4 separate regions of the Sus scrofa genome follow, and regions 1, 3 and 4 are each linked to region 2. A link is a contact called in public HiChIP or PLAC-seq and promoter capture Hi-C data. All regions are on one chromosome and are shown on one strand. The core of a region is the stretch at or near the end of the contact, and the rest is flanking DNA. Distances in the headings are between cores, read along the strand shown. Region 1 holds the start of POC1A (POC1 centriolar protein homolog A). Region 2 holds the start of PARP3 (poly [ADP-ribose] polymerase 3). Region 3 overlaps POC1A (POC1 centriolar protein homolog A). Region 4 overlaps POC1A (POC1 centriolar protein homolog A).

The links. Promoter capture Hi-C pulls out the DNA fragments that hold promoters and counts their contacts. HiChIP or PLAC-seq counts read pairs in DNA pulled down with a chosen protein or histone mark.
Region 1: a promoter capture Hi-C map of liver shows a contact between it and region 2, with 3 times the contacts expected there. The contact joins the promoter of POC1A here to the promoter of PARP3 in region 2. A contact is called at or near these places in 1 of 5 promoter capture datasets (liver), 5 of 47 Hi-C or Micro-C datasets (alveolar macrophages, blood, embryonic fibroblasts and 1 more) and 2 of 2 datasets of contacts at active chromatin or transcription factors (alveolar macrophages and skeletal muscle).
Region 3: an H3K27ac HiChIP or PLAC-seq map of alveolar macrophages shows a contact between it and region 2. The contact joins the enhancer-like site here to the promoter of PARP3 in region 2. A contact is called at or near these places in 1 of 5 promoter capture datasets (liver), 6 of 47 Hi-C or Micro-C datasets (alveolar macrophages, blood, embryonic fibroblasts and 3 more) and 2 of 2 datasets of contacts at active chromatin or transcription factors (alveolar macrophages and skeletal muscle).
Region 4: a contact with region 2 is called in an H3K27ac HiChIP or PLAC-seq map of skeletal muscle. The contact joins the enhancer-like site here to the promoter of PARP3 in region 2. A contact is called at or near these places in 1 of 5 promoter capture datasets (liver), 6 of 47 Hi-C or Micro-C datasets (alveolar macrophages, blood, embryonic fibroblasts and 2 more) and 2 of 2 datasets of contacts at active chromatin or transcription factors (alveolar macrophages and skeletal muscle).

Annotation. Positions count from the first base shown.
Region 1 is chr13:34,306,827-34,309,528 of Sscrofa11.1, reverse strand. POC1A (POC1 centriolar protein homolog A) reads left to right here and starts at 1,433. Exons shown (of 11, transcript XM_021068878.1): 1 at 1,433-1,828.
Region 2 is chr13:34,074,911-34,077,838 of Sscrofa11.1, reverse strand. It overlaps PARP3 (poly [ADP-ribose] polymerase 3), which reads right to left and starts at 1,345. Exons shown (of 10, transcript XM_013981755.2): 1 at 846-1,345; 2 at 375-500; 3 at 1-156. The coding sequence starts at 1,028. It overlaps RRP9 (U3 small nucleolar RNA-interacting protein 2), which reads left to right and starts at 2,414. Exons shown (of 15, transcript XM_003358455.4): 1 at 2,414-2,583; 2 at 2,810-2,892. The coding sequence starts at 2,497.
Region 3 is chr13:34,266,139-34,268,838 of Sscrofa11.1, reverse strand. All of the region lies in intron 9 of POC1A (POC1 centriolar protein homolog A), which reads left to right. Among named protein-coding and RNA genes, the nearest start is that of POC1A, 41 kb to the left of the region's middle. Within about 2 kb of position 1,323, at least 33 of the 83 cell types and tissues checked have an H3K27ac peak or open chromatin away from gene starts, as enhancers often do. A contact at or near this core is called in alveolar macrophages, retroperitoneal adipose tissue, skeletal muscle and 1 more, where this site is marked.
Region 4 is chr13:34,285,603-34,288,488 of Sscrofa11.1, reverse strand. All of the region lies in intron 6 of POC1A (POC1 centriolar protein homolog A), which reads left to right. Among named protein-coding and RNA genes, the nearest start is that of POC1A, 21 kb to the left of the region's middle. Within about 2 kb of position 1,323, at least 6 of the 83 cell types and tissues checked have an H3K27ac peak or open chromatin away from gene starts, as enhancers often do. A contact at or near this core is called in skeletal muscle, where this site is marked.

The DNA.
Region 1 (2,702 bases), core at 184-2,683, 230 kb before region 2:
GTGGGAAAGCTTGCAAATGGCCATTTGAACAGTGCTGAACAATCTCTGGGTATGTATAAGTGATGCTAGTTTTAAGGAGAATTTCGTAGTGTGTAACTTAAGTTAGCCTGAACATTTTTAACATACAGGAACCAATTTTAAGCCAAATTACAGTGAAGATGGATTAAATGTATCTATTTCTTGTGTCTGGCCCTAGACCTTCCAGGTCCAAAGAAGAGGCTCACCCCTCTACATGCTAGGTCCCTCCACTGCCAGTCTCTGAGTTCACTCAACGGGGCTCTGGTTTGCTGGTTCAGGGACATCATCTTAGGTCTCAGTATGTAGTGAGAAACCTAAGGGCCTGGCCAGATCTTAGTAGCCAATCTAGCCTGGGTAGGTGATGGAAGGATCCCAAATCTTGCAAAAATGTCCAGTTCAGATCAGATCCAGGTTGGGAAGATGCCCAGAGTTAGGCAGGATAGAAGAAAGGTGGAGGGACAGCAGAAAAGTGAGCAAGGATGGCCTCTGGTGGCCAGACCTCTGGATTGTCTCCTCTTTTAAACACACACATAATTTACATGTAGTTTACAAGAGGCTTCTCAGGAGAAGAGAGAGCCAGGCTGCCTTCACCCTTTCCTATATTACTAATGTGGAAACAGGGCCTCGGAGCAGTGTTATTTTTCCTGAGGTCATACAGCCAATCAAGGCAAGAACTGGGAATAGAACCCAGGCCTCTCCACTCCATGGATGTGATTCCGAGTTATTTGTGTTCTTTTATTTTTATTTTTTGTTCCTTAGGGCCGCATTTGCATCATATGGATGTTCCCAGGCTGGGGGGTTTAATAGGAGCTACAGCTGCCGGCCTACACCTCAGCCACAGACATAGGAAGCGAGCAGCATCTGGAGCCCATACCACAGCTCAGGGCAAAGCCAGATCCTTAACCCACTGAGCAAGGCCAGGGATCGACCCCACAACCCCATGCATGGTTCCTAGTCGGATTCGTTTCCACTGCGCCACGGGGGAACTCGATTTGTGTTCTTTTAAATCGACACTTGTTTTAAGCGCGTTCAGAGGAGTGAACCACTTAAAGAATTCCCAAAGAGTGAATAACTGGCTGTAAATGGGGTACTGAGAGAAAAGCCGGCCATCCGAGCGCTTTAAGAGGACACAGACACGGCGCTCTCTTGCGGCAGAGGGTTAAGGATCCTGCGTAGACACTGCAGCGGCTTGGGTCGCTGTTGTGGCCTTGTTCTATCCCTGGCCCAAAAACTTCCAAGTGCCAGGCGCCGCGCCCACGGGAAAAAAAAAAGAAAAAAAAAAAAAAGGACGCAGATACAATGAGCCAAGTACCTCCATCTCCGGGATCCTAAAAGGTTCTCTTTCGTTGGTTAATCAGGCCTTAGGGCATCTTGGGAAATGTAGTCCCACCTTCCTCCCGACAGGAGGATGCGGGAATCGAGGAACTGCATTTCCCAGAAGGCTGTGTTCGCCTTAGCCTTAACCGGACTACCCGTCGGCGGGGCGAACACTTCATCCTGGGCTTTTTAATTTCTCAGGGGGAATGAGCGACGGTGGACACAGGCCTTTAGCGACGCCGTCCGTAGGCTGCCTGGCTTGGTGGTGCTGGACGCGGAGACAGTGGACTCGGTCAACTCTCCTTCCGGTCCCGGGTGCAAAAAGCCGAGGCGCCCAGTCTCCTTTAATTGCGGTGGGCGGGGCGGGGCCAAGCGACCCGCGTTGCTATTGGCGGCGGTTGGGGGCGCGGAAACTGAACGCGCCTCAACGGCAGCCGCTGCTTCCTCCGGCGCCTTGGGCGCTCCCAGCCCCGCCATGGCATCGCCCTACCCGGTAAGTTCCTGCCAGCGGCTGCCGCCCGGGCCTTAGTCTCCCCACGAGGACAGTGGGCGCCTGGCCGGGCGCAGGGCTCCGTGCGGTCCTCTCCTGCCCTAGTTTACAGTCTGTGCAGGGTGCGATGGGTCGGGGCATCTAGCGAACGCCTCCTGCGAGCCAGGCCCTGTGCCGGTTGCCAGGGCTAACGAACCAGTCTCTATTCTTAGGATTTGTATCTCCGCGGAGGAGACATTAGTACTGCCCGACTGGGACGTCTGACCTGGGATCAGCGCCGGGCCTGTGTGGCTTCAGTCTTGTTTTCCTGAGCAGTGGGTAGCTGAATGGGGGCTTGTTGAGGGTGCACCCTGTTACGACGTGTGGGAACAGCAGGCCCCAGGATGCCCAGGACGGCCTAGGCCTGCGGTGTAACTTGAACCAGGATGCCCTCTCGGAGGCCAGAGGGGAGCACTCCGAAGCCCCTGTTTTTGAGAGGTTGTTTTGAACCTCAACCTGCTTGGTCCTCTGGCTTGGGTTGAGAGTCAAGGTGGCTGGATGGTGGCCTGTTGGCTTCCTTAGGAACCAGGCCTTTTGAACCCTAATTTGATGTTCTTTCCCCTACCCCAAAATATAAACCCCTTTGGGGGAGACGAGGAACCAGCAAGTTGCAGGAATGGAAGAGAGGGTGTTGGAAGATTTCATGGGTCCCCTGGTTAAGGGTGGATCTGAACTTGCCTCTAGAGATGGGCACTATGTTACCTTTGTTTTTCCAAGAAGCTCAGGTGGAGCAGTTACTGCTCTGTTCTGGGCCCACCTGTTGTGCTTTTCCCTCTCTTGTTGAAAGGATTCTGGCAGGTGTGTTGGGGTGGAGCTGGGCATGGGGCCATGGGAGCCT
Region 2 (2,928 bases), core at 96-2,595:
CTGTACATCAATAAGTGTGTACTTGCCGGGGTGGGCCACAAAGTATTCCCTCTCTGCCCAGCTGTTCTTAGTCTTGTCCCGAAATTTCTTCTCAAAGTCTTTCTTTGCATCCTCCAGTGACACGAAGTGGCTGAGCTTCGACTGGCCCACCTCTCCCTGCAAGTAACAGCTTTCAGGGGTGTGCCCACCCCAGTGCCCACCGTCAGTATTTGCTGGCCTCTGTTGTGCAAGCCCTGTGGACAACAGAGGTAGGGAGGGGGCAGCTGTGGCCTTTGGGCCTGAGTAAGCTGTAGAGACCCCAGGGGGCAAGGGGTGTGCACTGAGCATGGAGAGGTATGGAGGAGGCAGGCACAGGTTGGGCGGGTGGCACTCACCACACGGCCCCAGCGGTTCCAGCAGATGAAGCGGTCACCCTCTTCCAGCAGCTGGATGATGTAGAACTTGTTGTTGTTACTCCCGATGTTGGTCTGGTTCAGGGTGCAGTCGTAGTCTTCATGCACCTGTGGCCCAAGAGAGTGTTGTGTGTGGGGGTGTCAGGCTGGCTTAGGCCACCCTCGAGTGGGATGGGGTACCTGGCTGCATGCTGACAGAGGTCAGACTACACTGGGGTGTCAGAAGATGTCTTATCTAAGAACATTGCCTTAAGTGTGGTAGCGGGAGGCTTGAGAAGCTCAAGGGCCTGCCCTGGGGTCTGAAGAGTAGACATGACCCATCTAGATCTGATGGGATATAGCCTTTCAGAGCCTTGAGTTACATGGCCAGAACCAAGCAGGAGGGGAGAGGTCTGAATATATTTGTACACAGGAGAGAGGAGGTGCCGGGACTGGCCAGGAACTACAGCTTACCTTGGTCCCGGGGTTGTGGCTGAGTGGGCACAGGGGGTCCACTCGGATGATGCGCTTCTCTGTGGGTGCAGCTCTGAGGGCCTCAGCAGTGGAGCGGAAACTGTCCTCCTCTTCTGCCCCCTGCCTCCCCTTCTTCTTCTCAGGGCCCTCACGTTGCACCCCAGGCTTGCGCTTTGGAGCCATGGCTATTCCGGGACACAGAGAGGGCCCTCAGTCCTCTGTGGCCTTTGCACCCCACCTAGCTGGAATAGCACCAGCTTGCCCCACCCTGAGTTTGCCCTTTGGTGATCTCCCACTGCTTGCCCCCGCCCCCTGTGCCTCAATTTCCCCACTCCCACATCCAACCAAAACTAGCTCTCTGCACCCTAGAAACGCCCCTTTTTCCAGTCACAGAGACCAGGCCAGTCCCGTGACCGGGCTGCCCAGTCTGGTCAAGGAAGAGGAGCTCTCCACCCTCTCTAGCTCTCCCGTGTGTCCTGAGGTGAAAGGAAAGTGAAACAAGAATCTCCCCACTCCAACCTTTGGGCTCCTCCCCCCCCCCAGCACTCTGTTCCTCCCCCCTCTCAGCTAACTTGGGCCTGGCAGGGTTGCTGGGCTGAGTCATCCAGCTATGGAGGAGAGTGGGCAGTGGCTCCTGGGGGCAGCACTCCTGAGGCCAGATCTGTCCCTCCAGAGCTTGGAACGTAGTGGTGCAGAAACCCTCCCAGCAGGCTCAAGAGTTCTGAGGTACCAGTCAGTGCTGGACCACGGCTTCGAACTGCCAGAGAGCAAGAGCCAGTCACATTCAACCTGCCCTGCCCTGCCCTGGGGAAGGCTGTGGGCACGGCCATAGGGCACTCACCTAAGAGAAGCAGGGACCTGGGAAAGGTGGCTGCCACTGGGTGGGTACCTCCCAGACAGTGCTGGTCCCAGCAACCCTCTGTAAGCTTTAGTGAAGCAGAGAAAGAACTTGGGATGAGTAGGATTCCAGCTATTTGGCCCCCGGTCGGGTGAGTCAGAGGCTGGGCAGGACGAGGGCAGCCTGTCCCATGGATGGGTGGACACTTGATCAGACACAGCCAAGGCCCAGGGGTCTGGTGCGCCCTTAGCGCTGCTCATCTGGCCTGAGGCATGCAATATGTCTCCACCGGTTGTCTACGGGCCTTGGGCCCAGGTGCAGTCACTGCTTCGCTCACCCCGGAGCTACCTGTATCCCTCCCCCCCGGTTATTTAGTGCCAGACTGGTTCACTCTGGCACCCGCCCCTGACAGGGAGGAGTCACACTCCAGGAAAAAGAACCCCGTATCTCTGGCGCCCCCTACTGTCCAAGAGGTGCAAACACTGAGAAGGCGTCTGGGTCCGACCACTCCTTAGACGTCAGCCAGCAGCAGGGCGCACGCGCCGTAGCCTTGGGCCGGAAACGCCCAGGAGAGGCTTGCTTCCTACAGGAGCCTGGCGTGGGAGCCTATGGGAGCCCTAGGAGGCTTGGCTATAGGAGTTCATCCAATGGGAGCTTGGAGGCGTGACAGAACCAATCGAAGGACCCAGCGGAGCCGTGGGAGGCGGGGCCCACCGAGCAGTGGTAGCCTATCCGCGTGTGGAGTCTTGCGGACGCCCGGGTTTAGCCGCCACGTGAGTTCCTCGGTGTTAGCTGCAAGGCATAGTGGGCGACATGTCGGCGACCGTGGCGGCTCGAAAGCGGGGAAAGTCAGCCTCAGGAGCCGGGGCTGGTGCGGGGGCCGGCAAGCGGCGGCGAAAGGTGGGCGTGGCGCTTTGGCGGGCGGAGGTCAATCCCGCTACAGGGACCACCATCATCCCATCCTGGGGACCCGGTGGGACTCCACCTGGAGTCAGCTTCGTTCCTCATTCCATGCGCCAGATACTGAAAAGCCTTTCCCAGTGGCTCTCGAGGGACCGTAAGGGCCCTTGGTCAGTGCCAGGGTGGTCGGGACCCCTGACCAAAGAAAGTATTAAATAATTCCTAGGGCGACTCTTCTGGGGACAAGGGCAAGTCCAAGGGTGGCGGCAAGATGAATGAGGAAATATCCAGTGACTCGGAAAATGAAAGGTGAGTTTTTTCCCACCTAGTGGAAAGAAACACTGG
Region 3 (2,700 bases), core at 74-2,573, 190 kb before region 2:
AACTTGGTTTCCTTCAGTACATTCAGAGTGTGTTCTTGCCCTTCCTGCCTGCGGGCTTCCTTGCTCTGAGATAGTACCAGGTGAGTGGTTTGATGACTTGACTTCTCAGAGAGACCATAAGCACCACCACTGTGCCCCAGGAACTCTCAAACCTGATGGCTTTTCCCTCTCCAGCTCTGTGTGTTCACTGGGCCTTGAGATCTAAAGCCACATGAATCACTGCTGAGCATTTGGGGATTTTAGCAAGCCCTTTGGGCCAGATGCTGGATCTTGAATTCCAGACCACATGCCTGTTAGAGTTTGGCAGTTTAAAGCCAGAGGGGCAGACCTGTGAGCCTGTGACAGCCTCTGCCCTGGACCCCTGCCCTGACCGTGGCATTCAGCTCTCACTCCTGGAATGAAGGCCATCCTTGAGCCCATTCTGAACAGAGCTCTGTTCACTGCTGGAGCTATTTTCAACCTCTGGTTGAAATTCACAGCTTATTTTTAGACACATTTCATGTTGAAATGCAAAAGCCATTTCCCAGCCCTTCAGAATGAGAATAATGGGTTCCATTTTCCCCCTATTCTTGGCTGAGTTGTGATGAGAAGGGATTTCAGGGCTGCGGCTGGGGAGCTTTCTCTGCTTGGAAAGCTGCAGAGGAAGGACTCCAGCCTGTGCACTGGGCTGAGGGTGGGCAGGAAGCTCCGCATTCTGCCCTATGACACACTACATGGCTAGAGGAAGGTTGGAAGGTTTCTAGCAGATGAATGCCTCCCAGAGGGGCTTGTGGGGGTCCCCTAAGCTTTCTGTGGCAGGGCCTTCTGCTGGCCTTTTCAAGGGGCTGAGATTTAGCTCCATTCCCTACCACATCCCTGGCGTCTTGCCTTCTTAGCACTCATCCTCATGCTTCTCACTCCTTCCTACCATCTGTGCTTTGGGGTCTGTCCCTGAGACATAAGGACCACTATGTCTTGGCTGACCTTAGATTTGGCACCTGCCTCCCAAGTCCCAGCCACTAGAGCTGACCTGGCTTTTGCTTCAACCACAGAAGCATTTTAAAACCACTTTTAAGAGCAGAGATGCATTCATTCTGATATCATCTCTTTCTTGCCCTTCCTCCAACCGCTGAGAGCCTATTATGCAACTGGGAAGGAGATTGTGCTGGGCGGGGCAGGAGGGGAAGAAGGCCGAATTCTAGGTAATTCAGTAAAACTAAAAAACCACTTCCTGAGTTCTCAGGGCTGGCTGCCCTCCAGTTCAGACAACCTTGAGGTCTAGGGCCGAGGGCTTTTCTCCACTCGCCTCACATGGGGAGATGCTGGTACCTCCTTCGTGAGATTTCGCGAGGTGGTACATGCCAAGCAGGCACTTGGAACCATGCCCGGCACGTGGCAAGTGCTCACTAAGCTTTAGCTATTTTTAAAATGTCGCGTTTCCTTCCTCGGTCCTACAGCACTAGAAGAGCCCCCTACCCGGGCAGGGACTTAGGTATTCCAAACCTGCTGGGGTGAAGGGCAGCAGGCGGGGTGGTGGCCCTTCTGTCAGGTCATCTTCAAGGTTGACCCCACTCAGCAGGCTGAGCCTGTGAGATCTGGTGCAGGTTCTAGCCTCTCGCAGGTGTCAGTTGTGCTTCCTGATGGGAGGCCTGAGTCCTCTCTGCTTCCAGATTCGAAAGCAAATCCCTGAGATGGGTGGAGACATGCCTCTTCCTGTGTCCCCAAGAGTCCTCAGGGGCACAGTGCCCAGGACCCCCAGAGCCTCAGTGCTGCAGCTGTCCCTAGGAAGAGGAGGCCAGTTAGCCATGGTTGTCTGGTCCAGGGCCTCAGCCTTCCCTGGAGATGGCCCTTTTCTTCTTCCTAGTTCCTCTTTTTTCTGAAGGAGGAGCCCCAGACACTCCCTGCTCTCCCGGTTCAGCTCCCACATTTCGTGTTGGGGGGCTATACAAGGTGGGCTTGACGTAGGGGTTCTTGGGCCCGGATTCCTGGCCCAGAGAGTCTTGGCCCTGGATCCTGCCCCATGTGGAGGCGGTCCTGGGTGGCGTTTGCTCAAGATCTGGCTTCTCGTGGCCTGAGGATCATCAGGAAGAAGTGGGGGAGGGTGCCCATTTCCACCTGCCTCACAGACTTGCTTTCTCACTCGGGAACTCAGACTTGGGTTTGTTTCTGAGAATATGCCTTCCTGGCTGGCATTTGCTTTCCATGGTGAGCAGAGGTGTGGATTCGAGGAGACACTTGGCAGATGGGGCATTGTGGGTATTTAGAGCAGAAGTGAACCCCAGATTTACGTGTCTTAGAGAGGAGCCTCTCCTTCCTCCACTTGATGCCAATTCTGGCTCTGAATTTCCCAAGGCTGTTAAAGGGGGCTCTTGGCAGCAGATGAGTCAGAGGATGCCAGGCACTTAGGCATCTTGGAAGAGTGTCGATTTCATGTAGCCAGACTCCTAACATATCAGCTGCCCTTGCCCTGGGCTCAGGGCATCTGTGGGGCTCGCGACGTGCCTCTTAATGCGCTGGGAGCTCTCGCTCTGCTACACCCTTTGGCTGAATAGTGAGTCTTCCACAGTCTCTTTCATCCATGTAACGACTTCATGTTGAGAAACCCGGGGAAGCAGACCCTCTCTGAACCCTCCCAGCACCTTCCTGCCTGGTTTGGCCGTTGTTGGGCCTGGCAGGGCCCGGGCTCTGGGGGCTGACTTAGGAATACTGGGGACTTTGTTT
Region 4 (2,886 bases), core at 74-2,573, 210 kb before region 2:
ACCTTAGCTGCAACTGTGGCAATGCTGGATTCTTTTTTTTTTTCCTCAGAGACCCACTTTATTCAGTTCTGTACACATGGGGACATCCGGCCAGGCCCAACCCACCTTAGCATGTATCATGCTAAGCTGCACTGCCTGTGCCCCTGGACCTCGAGACCGGCCCTCCCCAGCGTCTTGTCCCTCCAGAGTGCCTGAAAGGGACAAGTGAGGGCCTGGCTAGCATCAGCACAAACAAGGAAATAAATAGGTGTTGGGGGAGCCCTATTTGGGGCACGGCTCCCTGTTGCCTTCCTCCCGGCTTTGGCAAGCAGCACCATAAAGCAGTCAGCCTCAGGGTGGCCCCTTCCATGTCAGTGATCCCAGGGCTGCTCTTCACTCAAGAGGGGGCACAGGGTAGGGTGTTTGTTCATCCCCTTCTCTTGGTCCATCTGGGCTCCATATTCATCGCGTCTTGTCCAGAGCCTGTACTTTCTCCTTTTTGCCCTCCTGCATTGTCTTGGGCAGGCAGGGGGTAAGAGGAAATAATGCACCCCCATCAGCTTGCACGCTGCTGAGGCTGGGGGCCTATTGGTGCCATCGGGGATTGCTCCCCTGCAGCTAATCCACTCCAGGGACTGATGGGGCAACATAATTTTGGTGAGAGTCGTCTCCCGCTGCTCCCTATATGCCTGCAGGGGAGGGACAGAAGGAGAGACACCTGGAGTTCCAAAGAGGCTGAAGGGAAGAGGAGAGGGGCATATATTCCTGTGTGTATTCTCAGAGCAGCCTCAGGTAGCTGTGGGTGAGGAGCAGGAGGGGGCCAGGCGTTCCCAAGTTGTCCGAGTGCTGAGCAGTGCAGCGCACAGCCTCTGTACTAGCCGTGGGGAGGCATGAACACATTTGGGGGAGATGAGGGACTGCTCTGTGGGGGTCCCTGCTTCAAGCGCCACACCCCCGTCCCTGGAGTAGAGAGGCACTGCCCTGCCCAGAGCCAACCAGTGGGGAGCGGAGGGCAGAGGGCCAGGGCAGTGTCCCATGGCCAAGTGGGCTGCGGCCCTGTGAATGCCTGATTCTTAACCCACTGTCCCAGTGCTCCCAAGATGCCACCCATCCCGTTGTGCCACGCAGGAACTCCATACTTATTCCATTTAGAGTGGAGCAGGGCTTCAGGTGCCCTTCCTCTGGGAGGGAGGGAGTTCCCTCCCTTGGGTGGGCTAGACCAGGTGGTAGGCCCTGGCATGGTAGCCACGCCCTGCTGGTGCTGGGTAAGCCCTGGACTCCCCGAGCTCACCTCCTCTGAACCACCCTGCTGTTGGCTTTTCCCTGCCAGCTTCATCTTTGGTGGAGTGGGGGTGGCATCCATGCCAGCACAGGCTGCCAAGGGCTGCAGAAACAAGAATAGCATGCCCTTCTCCAGGCTCAGGCAGGCAGATGTGCCAGGAGCAGCATTTAAGGAGGCCCAGGGGGAGGTTGGGGAATGGTAAAGGGCACCTGTCTCTCAGAGCTGCCCGGCTGAGGGGACGGGGGTGGGCAGGACTCCCCAGGGGATCTCAGTGTTTTGAGCCCCTTTCTCACCCCCCTTCACTGCTGGTGTGGACCAGTGTCCTGGTGAGCACGAGCCTACGCACAGCCCGCCCCTTGGGAATAGGGTGCTGGCTTGCAGCCTGTAGACGCACAACTTAAAGTGCCTGCAGGACCTGGTCTCCCGCCTCCCTAGACCTTACCCACTCTTTTTTGGGGAGGGAAGGATTCGCTTTTTAGCATTTGCTCAGTTGTATAATCACAGTGACTATATTCTGATGGTTAAATATGTTCTGGAAGTACACAGAGTAAAAACTAGAAGTCCCCGATTCCTATCCTCCCTGGAGAGAACCCCTGCTCTCTGTCTGGAGCTTCTCTCCACACCTTCCTGCGGGTCTGCATACATGGGTGTGCCCCTGACATGTGGGGGAGTCAGCATCACACACTCTGTGCCCCTGATGTTCTTTCTGCTGCTGCTTATGGCTGTTGAGTTCCTGCTGGGGCTGGCTATGGCTTATTCCTCTGCTCTCTTTGCCCCCTTTTTGCTAAGCACTGAGGGTGCTGCCCTCTGTCACAGGGCCTCAAGTGTGGGAGGGCATCAGCCTGTGGGGGCTCTGTGCTCTGCCTCCAGGAGCTGGTTGTAGAAACCCCATCGGTCCCTCTCCAGGCTGCTTCTTGGAGCTTGGGAAGCTGAGAGAGTGTTACATAAAGGCCTGCTGTCTCCCCTAGGTGTGCTTGGGACATGGATCCGCTGTCCCTGGGCATGTCTGCACATTGGCTAGGCTGGTATCTGAGGGACTCCGTGCACCTCCTCAGCTCTGCCGAGGGCTGTTTTGTGGGGGGCTGTGTTTACTGGTCCAGCAATGGTTCCTAGGCTTGCACAGGGCCAGGATGAGGGGTTGGTTTTAGAATTTGCCTTTATGTCTGTAGAATGTTTGACCTGGCAGGGTCGCAGTTATCGTAGGCCAGCTGGTTTCCGTCACCAGGTCTGTGGTAGTGGGTGAGAAGGTACCTGGGTCTTCCCCAGCAGCTACTCTAAGAAGTGGTGATGTGGCTGGTCCACATGTTGCTGTCCCCATGTGGCCTGCCTGGACCCAATTCACCCACTCACCCACTGCTTTTGAGTCCCATACAACATCAGGTGCTGAGCCAGGAACCAAGGCCCCAGCACGGCCCCTGGTTGATGGAGCCTAGGGTCTCATGGGTTACCCAGCTGTGAACCCAACTGTGCATAGGTATAAAATCTCTACTGTGAAGAGCCTCATGTTGATTCAGGAGGACACAACAAGGGAGTGGCCCTGCTGGTGAGGTCACAGGAGGCTTCCTTGAGGTGCCTCTGAGCAGAGGGCTTCAGGGTTAGGGGATAAGGTGGGCAAGAGTCTTTCT